2 separate regions of the Ovis aries genome follow, and region 2 is linked to region 1. Evidence: chromatin contacts called from public Hi-C data. All regions are on one chromosome and are shown on one strand. The core of a region is the stretch at or near the end of the contact, and the rest is flanking DNA. Distances in the headings are between cores, read along the strand shown. Region 1 holds the start of RNASEL (ribonuclease L). Region 2 has its middle 16 kb from the start of NPL.

Evidence for each region. Hi-C and Micro-C count contacts between places; a contact is called where the count stands out from the background.
Region 2: a contact with region 1 is called in a Hi-C map of liver, with 9 times the contacts expected there. The contact joins the enhancer-like site here to the promoter of RNASEL in region 1. A contact is called at or near these places in 14 of 16 Hi-C or Micro-C datasets (blood, hypothalamus, liver and 7 more).

Annotation. Positions count from the first base shown.
Region 1 is chr12:63,077,785-63,083,102 of ARS-UI_Ramb_v3.0, reverse strand. RNASEL (ribonuclease L) reads left to right here and starts at 2,429. Exons shown (of 6, transcript XM_004013850.6): 1 at 2,429-4,087. The coding sequence starts at 2,614.
Region 2 is chr12:63,272,858-63,278,175 of ARS-UI_Ramb_v3.0, reverse strand. No RefSeq gene overlaps it. Among named protein-coding and RNA genes, the nearest start is that of NPL, 16 kb to the left of the region's middle. Within about 2 kb of position 2,770, at least 3 of the 54 cell types and tissues checked have an H3K27ac peak or open chromatin away from gene starts, as enhancers often do. A contact at or near this core is called in liver, where this site is marked.

The sequences.
Region 1 (5,318 bases), core at 1,180-3,679:
TCAGTCATGTCCGACTCTGTGCAACCCCATAAACGGCAGCCCACCAAGCTCCCCCGTCCCTGGGATTCTCCAGGCAAGAACACTGGAGTGGGTTGCCATTTCCTTCTCCAAGAACAAAAGCTGCTGCTACTAAGTCACTTTGTAGCAGAAGCAGTTATAAACATTCAGGTAAGTTTGCTGCCCTCTGCTGTCTGAATTGTATCTAAATTGCTCAGATCTGATGGAATAAATTGACCCCTCATAGGTTCCCTATTTGTGTAGCATGTAAAGCACTGGGTGGGAAGAACGGGGTGTGTTAAAGTATTTTTTTTCTTCTTTTCATTAAGTTATGTAAAAAAAAATAAAAAATAAAAAATAAAGTGATGTAATTAGCTCTACCATTTATTGAAGGCCTAATATTTTACCCTCTCCCTACTTCTGCTGCTGCTGCTAAGTCGCTTCAGTTGTGTCTGACTCTGTGTGACCCCATAGATGGCAGCCCACCAGGCTCCCCCGTCCCTGGGATTCTCTAGGCAAGAATACGAGTGGGTTGCCATTTCCTTCTCCAGTGCATGAAAGTGAAAAGTCGAAGTGAAGTCGCTCAGTCATGTCCGACTCTTCGCGGCCCCATGGACTGCAGCCTACCAGGCTCCTCTGTCCATGGGATTTTCCAGGCAAGAGTGCTGGAGTGGGGTGCCATTGCCTTCTCCCTACTTAAGTACACTTTATATGGGGGACTGTATTTTTTGTCATCCCTATTTGAGGGAACAGAAAATTCAGACTCAATAATCTAAGGTTACACAATTAGGAAGAGTCTAGAGTTACACAACAGTACCCCACTCCAGCACTCTTGCCTGGAAAATCCCATGGGCAGAGGAGCCTGGCAGGCTGCAGTCCGTGGGGTAGGTAAGAGTCCGACATGACTGAGGGACTTCGCTTTTCACTTTCCTGCATTGGAGAAGGAAATGGCAACCCACTCCAGTGTTCTTGCCTGGAGACTCCCAGGGACGGGGGAGCCTGGTGGGCCGCTGCCTATGGGGTCGCACAGAGTCGGACGCGACTGGAGTGATGCAGCAGCAGCAGAGTTACACACCCAGGGGCCAAACTTGGATCTTGCAGAGGTGGGGGTTCGAGTGCTTCCCCTGCTCCAGGAGTCCCCCCACTCTGGGATCCAATGCCAGATGACTTGAGTTGGAGCTGATGTAATAATAATAGAAATAAAGTGCACAATAACTGTTATGCCCTGAGTCATCTCCAAACCCACCCCTTCCCCACTCCCAGGCCATGGAAAAATTGTCTTCCACAAAACTGGTCCCTGGTGCCCGAAAGTCTGGGGACTGCTGCTCACTCTACACTACTTTGAATAGGAGTGTACAATTTTGCACTTGCAAAGAGCCAGGAATGGACTGAGCATGCTCAACCAGAAATGCAGATTGATGAAAAACACATTTTTTCTTATTAAGTAAGGGTTCTGGTTTTTTTAAGAGGCCATTTATTTCTAATAAGAGTGTGTTTATATGGCATTGGAAAAAAATGTATTAATATAGGTTGAGAATCTTAAAAACAATCATAGCCTTTGACTGGTCATTCAGTTCTTTGAAATCAATTGTAAGAAATCTATTATAAGATCTATCATAAGAAAACAAGATAAAATAAGCTAAATTTGCTATAACATTATTTAGAATTGTGAAAAAAAATCTAATTTTGAAACTCTTGTTTAAAAGTTACTTTAAAAATCTGCTCAGTAGTAGGGAACTGAAACACCTCTCTGATGGTCTATTGCAGACATTAAAATATTTTAAAATACTTTGTAATAACATAGGACATTATTTATAATTAAGGTATTAAATGAAAGGAAGCCAAATGCAAAGTTACAGATCATGAACCCAACTATTTTAAAAAATAATTTATAGACTGTACTAACTATGCCTGTTTCTAAGCAGTGGGAGAATAGAGTAATACTTTTCTTGCTTACAATTTATATATATTTATGTTGTTGTTGCTTTTCAGTTGCTAAGTTGTGGCTGACTTAGCCACTTGTGACACCCTGGACTGCAGCACACCAGGCTCTTCTGTCCTTCATTGTCTCCCAGAGCTTGCTCAAATACATGTCCATTGAGTCAGTGATGCTATCTAACCGTCTCATCCTCTATTGCCCCCTTCTCCTCCTGCCCTCAATCTTTCCCAACATCAGGGTCTTTTCCAATGAGTCGGCTCTTCACATCAGGTGGCCAAATTATTGGAGCTTCAGCTTCAGCATTAGTCCTTCCAATGAATATTCAGGATTGAACCCCATGAACAGTATGAAAAGACATATATTTATAATATTCTATAATTAAAAAATTATATAATAGATGTATTTTGAAAACATTGCTAGTAAAATTAATATATCTAATTCGAATGTTTTCTCACTCTTATAACACTACAAATTACCTCTCTCATCTCCAGGTGAAAATTCAGAAGACCCCAAGAGTATTGTGCCTCCTCATACTGGTGGTCTGTAGCCAGACAATTCCTATTTCCCCTGACAGGAGTTTCTAAGCGTTCCATGTCTCTTTGATCAAACCCAAGGAGATAAGTTTTCATTTTCTCAAAGAGAAGGCAAGAAAGTTGTAGCCAGTGGTATATACCATCATGGAGACTGAGAGCCATAACAACCCTCAGGAAAGACCCACACCCTCTAGTAATGGGAAGGCTTCAAAGGATGACAATCATTTGTTGATTAAAGCTGTTAAAGATGAAGACATTGAGTTGGTCCAGCAACTGCTAGAAAGAGGGGCTGATGTCAATTTCCAGGAAGAATGGGGCTGGTCGCCTTTGCATAATGCAGTGCAAGTTGACAGAGAAGACATTGTGGATCTTCTGCTTAGTCATGGTGCTGAGCCTTGTCTGCGGAAGAAGAATGGCGCCACTCCCTTCATCATTGCTGGGATAGTCGGAAACGTGAAGTTGCTCAAACTATTACTTCCTAAAGTAGCAGATGTCAATGAGTGCGATGTTAATGGCTTCACCGCTTTCATGGAAGCTGCTGTGTATGGCAAAGTCGAAGCCTTAAGGTTCCTGTATAGCAATGGAGCAGAGGTGAATTTGCACAGAAAGACAATGGAGGATCAAGAGAGGATTAAGAAAGGAGGGGCCACTGCTCTCATGGATGCTGCTAGAAAAGGGCATGTAGATGTCGTGGAGATCCTCCTTCATGAGATGGGGGCGGATGTCAATGCCCAGGACAATAGGGGCAGAAATGCTTTGGTCTATGCTCTTCTGAACTCTGATGATGAGAAGGTGAAAGCCATTACTCGCCTTCTGCTGGACTGTAAGGTTGATGTCAATGTGAGGGGGGAGGGAAGGAAGACGCCACTGATCTTGGCAGTGGAAAAGAAGAACCTGGATCTGGTACAGATGCTTCTGGAACAAACAGGTATAGAGATCAATGACACAGACAGTGAGGGTAAAACAGCACTGCTGCTTGCTGTCGAGCTTAAGCTGAAGGCAATTGCCCAGTTGCTGTGTCACAAAGGAGCCAGCACAAAATGCGGGGACCTTGTCGCAATAGCGAAGCGCAATTATGACTCTGACCTTGCAAAGTTTCTTCGCCAGCATGGAGCCGTAGAAGACGTTTGCCCTCCCGCTATAGCCTGGAAGCCTCAGAGCTCACGTTGGGGGGTGGCCCTGAAACATCTCCACGGGATATACCGCCCTATGATAGGCAAACTTAAGATCTTTATTGATGAAGAATACAAAATCGCTGACACTTCTGAAGGGGGCATCTACCTGGGGTTCTATGAGGAACAAGAGGTAGCCGTGAAGCGGTTCTATGAAGGCAGCACACGGGGACAAAATGAAGTCTCTTGTTTGCAGAGCAACCGAGCCAACGGTCACGTGGTGACATTCTATGGCAGTGAGAGCGACGGGGGCTGTCTGTATGTGTGCCTTGCCCTGTGTGAGCACACGCTGGGGAAGCACTTGGCTGAGCACAGAGGAGAGGCTGTGCAAAACAAGGAAGATGAATTTGCCCGAAACATCCTCTCATCTCTGTTCAAGGCTGTTGAGGAACTACACCTGTCTGGATACACTCATCAGGATCTGGAACCACAGAACATCTTAATAGGTGAGTCGCCAGTCTTCTCTAGAAATGTAGGGTCTTTATTTATCAGAGAAACAGATTTTCATGGCAGAATAGGAAAGAACTACAGTCAGTGCGGATTGTTCAATTTGAGGATGAATGTAGCAAATCCGTAGATATAGCGGAGTTTCTCCTGCTACCAGGTAGAACCTGTATTATTCCATGTGGAGGTGAAGGAAGCTTATGGAATACCAGGCTAACTTTATGCTGCCCTTGGCAAATACAAATATGAATGTAGGTCTTGGATGGAGCCAACTCCAAGTTTGAATTCCTAGAGGAATCTGTAAGAAAGAGAATCTAGAAAGTGTGTTCCTTCAGACAAGGTGGCAGTTAATGGTGAATGTTGTGTGTGTGCTCAGTGACCGTGAAACTTAATGGCAAAATTGAGGTCAAACCTGGGACCCAGGATAAGATGTAACACTAGTGAAACACACTGCAAGCAGGCTGAACAAGTCAGTGTGCACTCTGGTAAACCAAGAGTGCACTACAGCAACGTTCAAGGAAGCAAGCAGAGCTGAGTATGAAGTCCAGGGGGCGAGGTGGTGCAGTAGTAAGAGCCTCGGCTTGGACTTCGCTGGTGGTCCAGTGGTTGAGAACCCGCCTGCCAATGCAGGGGACACACGTTTGATCCCTGGTCCAGGAAGATTCCACATGTCGCCGGGCAACTACGCCCATGTGCCACAACTACTGAAGCCCTTACTCTAGAACCTTACTCCACAGCAGGAGAAGTCACTGAAATGAGAAGCCCATGAACCAAAACTAGAGAGTAACTGCTGCTGTCCACAGCTAGAGAAAGCCCTCTTGCAGCAATGAAGACCCAGTGCAGCCAAACATAAATAATAATTTAGAAAGATCCTCAGCTTCAGCCAGGATTAGGGAGCCTTGCAGCCTAGTCCCACCACTTTGAAGTTTTGTAACCTCAAGCAAGTTGCTTAATTCTGTGAGTGTTGGTTTCCTCACTTGGGACTCCTTCATAACCTCCTTCATAATGTTGTTAACAAAGTCTAAGTGCTGTGTGTCAAATGGACAAGTCACCTGTACATGGTACGTGCCCAACAAAGGCCAGGTACTTATCTAGAGGGCTAAAGCAGAAGTAGATACCTAACCTACAGATATGCACTGAGTTTAAACTTGGTGTAAGGAACCAGGGCAAAAAGAAGGTGTGGGCATTTAGAGGCAGAGAGCAGTATATAAGGTACTGGAAGAGAGAAATAGG
Region 2 (5,318 bases), core at 1,521-4,020, 190 kb before region 1:
ATAATATTAATTTTGCTTGGCTGGGCTTCTTTGGTAATCTTCAAATAATTACAAAGGCCAGGCCCCCTTTTGAAAGATGTTCAGCCTGCATTGCTGCTGTCTACCTGGTGACTGCATTTGTCTGTGCTCAGTCGTGTCCAACTCTTCGGGACCTCATGGGCTGTAGCCCGCCAGGCTTCTCTGTCCATGGGATTCTCCAGGCAAGCATACTGGAGCGGGCTGCCATTTCCTACTCCAGCGAATCTTCCTGACCCAGGGATCCAACCCTGGGGTCTCATGTGTCTCTTATGTCTCTTACAGTGACAAGCGGATTCTTTACCACTGTGCCACCTGATCGTTAGGTCTTTGGGAAGCATACAAGTGAGTCCATTTTCCTTGTGGCAATAGTCTATAACATTCCCCAGGGATCTCAAAGAGAAATAAGCGTGTCTTCCAAAACATCCCCAAACTCAGTAACTGCTTATATTGTGTTGGCCAAAAAGTTCTTTCGAGATTTTAAAACTCGAAAGAACTTTTTGGCCAACCCAATATTATGAGTAAAGTAAAAACTCACCACCAGGTGGCAGTCTATCAGCGGAAATTACTCTCTTTTGATGAATCTTTTCTGGACTGAAAGTTTCTGGGAATATCAGTAAACAACAACAATATTAGCTAATCCTTTCCTTCTCCCATTTCCTCATCCTCCTTTCCCCTTAATCTATGCAGATGAAATCTTTAATTTTAAATCTTGTTTAATCCTTGCCTCTTAATATTAAAAAAAGGATGTATAGAAACACAAAAGCTAGACATGAAAAATTATGTTCCCCACTCCCCCCCGGCAAATTGTAGTCTTTTGTGCTTTAATGATAAAGACGACTATAAGAAGATGCATATTCAGTGGGCTTGACTTTCTGATACGTAGAGGATACTTAAAAATGTGGTTCAAATTTAGTTTGGAAGTATTTTCTCCCTCATGAATAAAAAAGTTCTATGCTTCTTTTCACATTTGAGATGAAGATGGAGCAGTTAGGAGAAATATATTTTGACTCTTTTATGAGGAAAATTTATTATGTGTCCCTTTTGAAAGAAAGGAAATTCATTGAGGTAAGGGCAATTTAATATATTTTTACCCAAGACTGGTTTGATTCTGGGTAAGGCCTGAATTTAGATGCTAATCTCTCACCCTCTAAAGCTTAGGTCCCCTCTGTCAGCTGGTAGCAGGGGTAGGAGCCCAGATGGTCTCTGGAGGGAGACTCAGGGAGGTTTCGCTGGCCCTGTCCCTCCTCCTTTTCTGCACCCAAGCCGTCGGGGCATCATTAGCCTAGGCCAGCACTCTCGGATTCCAGCTTTCAGTGGTATTTCCACCGAATCCATCGGCCAAGTTCTTCTGGGTCTACTGGAAAGCTCCCATAAGTTATTCCAGAATCTCACTCTATTCCTGTGCCCATTTCTCAGGTCAGTTTAGGTTGTTATAACTAGATTATGTTAGCTCTAAAAGAAATACACACAGTCTACATTTGTAAAGGTGGGCCAAGCAGGTAAAAAACCACACAAAACACAGAGCAGTGTTCAGTTCTTCCATCTGTATTAAAAGAAGTAAAGATGTGTGCAGGGATATGCCTATATACGCGAATAGGTTATCTGGAAGGATAACAGTGATGTTCAGAATATTTATGTGGCTCGGCATTGACAAACAGGATGGCTGCTGGCCTTCAAGCTGGAAGGATGCTGGAGACCCCCTGGAATCTAAGCTTTAACCCATTAATGATTGATTGAAATTCTGGGCAGGCCGCACTTTATGGGCTTGAAGCAGTAGCTACTTATCAACCTGAAAGGAAATATTTAAGAAATTTAACAACTCACTAGTTGCTTTATACTAGTGTATGACAGTGGCTATCAGTCATTTCTCCTGGCAATAGGGATTGAGGAAGGGAGGGACTTATTTTTCAACATGCCTTTTAGGGCTGTTTGAAGTTTTTGTTTCTGTTTTCCACTGAACCACGCACTTGTGGATAGAATTTCATTTTGTTTAGTTCAGGAGAGAAGTCCTATTTTAAATCTGGTTGAGTATTCCTGTCTGGTCGTCTGACTTCCAGGCTGTGCGCAGCCTCGGGGCCATCTTCTTTGGCAGCATCTTCCCAGAAGCTCCTGCATCCAGAGCTTTGCAGCAGCCCGCTCCGTGTCTGGCTGAACTCCCGCTCACCACCACCCAGTCTCCACCCCCACCCCCAAAGTTGTGCCTGAATCTCCTCTTGTTACTTATCTTGGACTTCCTATAGCTCTGCCTATCAGACCCATTACTAACTAGTGCACATACCACTCTGCTTAATCTTGTGGCCAGAAAATAAGGGCTTTTTTTTGGTGTTCACATAACTTTTGTGCATGCAGAAGGGGGCGAGAGAGGATGAGATGGTTGGATGGCATCACCGACGCGATGGACATGAGTCTGAGTAGGCTCCCAGAGTTGGTGGTGGACAGGGAAGCCTGGCGCGTTGCAGCCCATGGGGTCGCAAAGAGTCGGACACGACTGAGCGACTGAACTGAACTGAACCTCTGTTTCCTGCAGTTTTACCTACGCACCAGCGCTGCTGGTAACGGTTATTGTCTTAGTGGTGAGAACTCCCGTTGCACTGGCTGTGCGGCCACTCGCCTGCAGAGTGGGCGGCTCTCCCTCCACGTCTCCCCCAGTGTTCCTGGGAGGCAGGTGGTACCGCTGGTGTTTCCTCCCGTCTTTTCCTGTTAGTCTTCCAGCTCCTTGTTGGAGTCCCCTGCCATGAGGCCACTGGGGGGCAGTGTCTCCCCTCAGCCACTGTCACAGCGCTCTCAGCCAAAGTTGCTCTCTCGGTGCCTAAAGACACAGAAAAGCCCCTTCTTCTTGGCCAGTTTTTCACCCTTGTCTCAATGTGACATGACTTGTATCCAGCGCCTCACCGACACTACCCTCTCTGCCTGCAGGCTCTCCGTCCACAGGCTCAGAAATGAGTCTATAGAGCTTAGGCAGGGAGCCAAGGTCAGAGAGAAGACGTTTTTTTCTTTCCCATGCCCCATTCTGCACCCCAGGACTGTTCCTTCCTATCATTCCTTTGTCGCAAGCACCTTCAAGCCATCCCTTCCCTTCAGTCTAATCAGCTCCTAACCAGGCCAACTGCTCCCTTAGATTTATCAGACAAAGTTGACTCCTAGTGGTGGGCAACACTGGCCTCAGGCTGACAGCCTGGCCACGCACTTTCGATTCACACTTATCTCCCTGTGTGGTAGTTATCTTTCAGGCTTTCTGCTTCCTCCATCAAACCGTGGGTTCCTACAGTGGGAGTCCCCAGCTCTGGGTGGTAGAGTGGTAGTCACCCTTGTCTCTCCAGCACCCAGGCCTTGCCTGTTACATGGCAGACCTTGATGAATACTTTTGAGAGAATAATCGAATTGCTGTTTAGCACAGGTACGCAAAAGGAAACAGTTCATCTTTCCCAAAGGGATACTCAGGCAACCCACGAAGAGGGAGGAAAACTCTTCTTAAAGGGTGTCCTCTACACAGACATGGAGAACAGGCTTGTGGACCCAGCGGGGCCGAACTGAGAGGAGCGTTGAAACATATACATTGCCTAGTGTGAAATAGACAGCTGCTGGGAAGCTGCTCTATAACACAGAGAGCTCAGCCCAGTGCTCTGTGACAACCGAGAGGGTGGGATGGGATGAGGGATGGAAGGGAGGTTCAAGAGGGAGGGGACATATGTATACTTATGGCTGATTCACGCGGTTGTATGGCAGAAACCAACGCAACTTTGTAATCATCCTCCAATTAAAAATAATTTAAAAAGGGGGGGAGTCATCTATCCTACAAAGTAGCCGTTCAAAACTCTTTAGGCTCCTGGGGTCCTCAGGTGGAGAAGATCCAGGGTTAGAGCAGCACTTGGGGGAGGCTTAAATTGATCTTGTTTTAAGAAAATAACATGTCACAGCTAGGTGACTAATTGCATTGTGTACCTGCCGATCCAGAAAACAACGACAAAAACAGAAATGGATACAGTATGGCAAAGCATACTGATCAAAAGGGGGGAAAGCAAATGACACACAGGGACAGGGTATTTTATTTGCATCATCCCTAGTTCAGAGAAATAAGATTAACTCTGTGCCCCATTCATCTACATGTTTATAGCAGAGGTGAAAGAGACAGACAGAGGAATGGATTTGTTAGTGCCGCGTATCGGGTGTTTCTTCACTTATTATTTAGCTGAATAAGTCTGAAGTCATGTGATAGACCATTAAGCATAAACAATCCCTCAACCAAGAAAGATAAAGAAATTGTAAAACTCCGTGGCTTTGTTCTCTAAGAAGAAAACCCATGAATCACCTTTGAAGTAGACGCTCTTTGTAACTAGTGTATGAGACAAAGGTGTTTGTTATACCTATTATGATAATAATAATTCTTAACACTTCCTGTGAGGCATGGCACTTGCAGAAATTGGAAAAAATAAGAATATTCCAACAAGCCTATGGACAGTAGTAATACTACAAATAATTACAGTCACTGAAGTAACTTCAGAGATGAGAGTTTAGTTTCAGGGAGAGAGGTTTATTTAGCTATTTGTTAACGATAACAAATAGCTAAATAGCTGGTAAGAAGTCTCTCTAATTTCAAAGCATGACCTCTCCTCTACGCAGTGATGCCTGTCCCGTGGGAGGATGTTATCATGTAAAATCTTTGGATGAAAAACATCACGTGATCTAAAAAATGGTGTTATCTGGTGACATGTTTTGATTTCCCTATCCTACATACGTGGAAAACCTAGGTAGAGAGAAATGAAATGACTTGGTCGGTGATGAGGCAGTTTGAACTGAAGGATGGTGGCTGGAATGACCGTGGGCCGTGTTCTGTAACCCAGCACCTTCTCTGTTTTCTCCTCCAGGCTCTAGATAGCTCAGATGCTGGCTTAAATAAGCCCATCAGAAAATCAACCAGTCTCCCAGGCCCCCCACCAACCAGTAAACCAGCCGGCATTTATCATAGGCCCACTTTGTTGCTCCTGGAACAGTGTTTGGGGCTGTGGGAAACTCCAGAGCAAGACCAGACAGGGTCCCTGCCACCCTGGTACTCGTAATCCGTGTGGAAAAACAAGGCAAAAATACATGACAGAATTACAGAATCTGACAGAATGTAATAGAGTGCTAACTTGTGTGGTAGAGGCAATTAGAGAACAAGACAGTATATAATAAAGTGCTAATTGTGTGGTACAGACAATAAGTATAATAGAGTTCAGTGAAGGGATGGATGAGTGTGGGCTGTAGTCTTCAGGGAGGCTTCTCATCATGTCAGGCTGCCGTTTCACCCAGTGCATGATGGG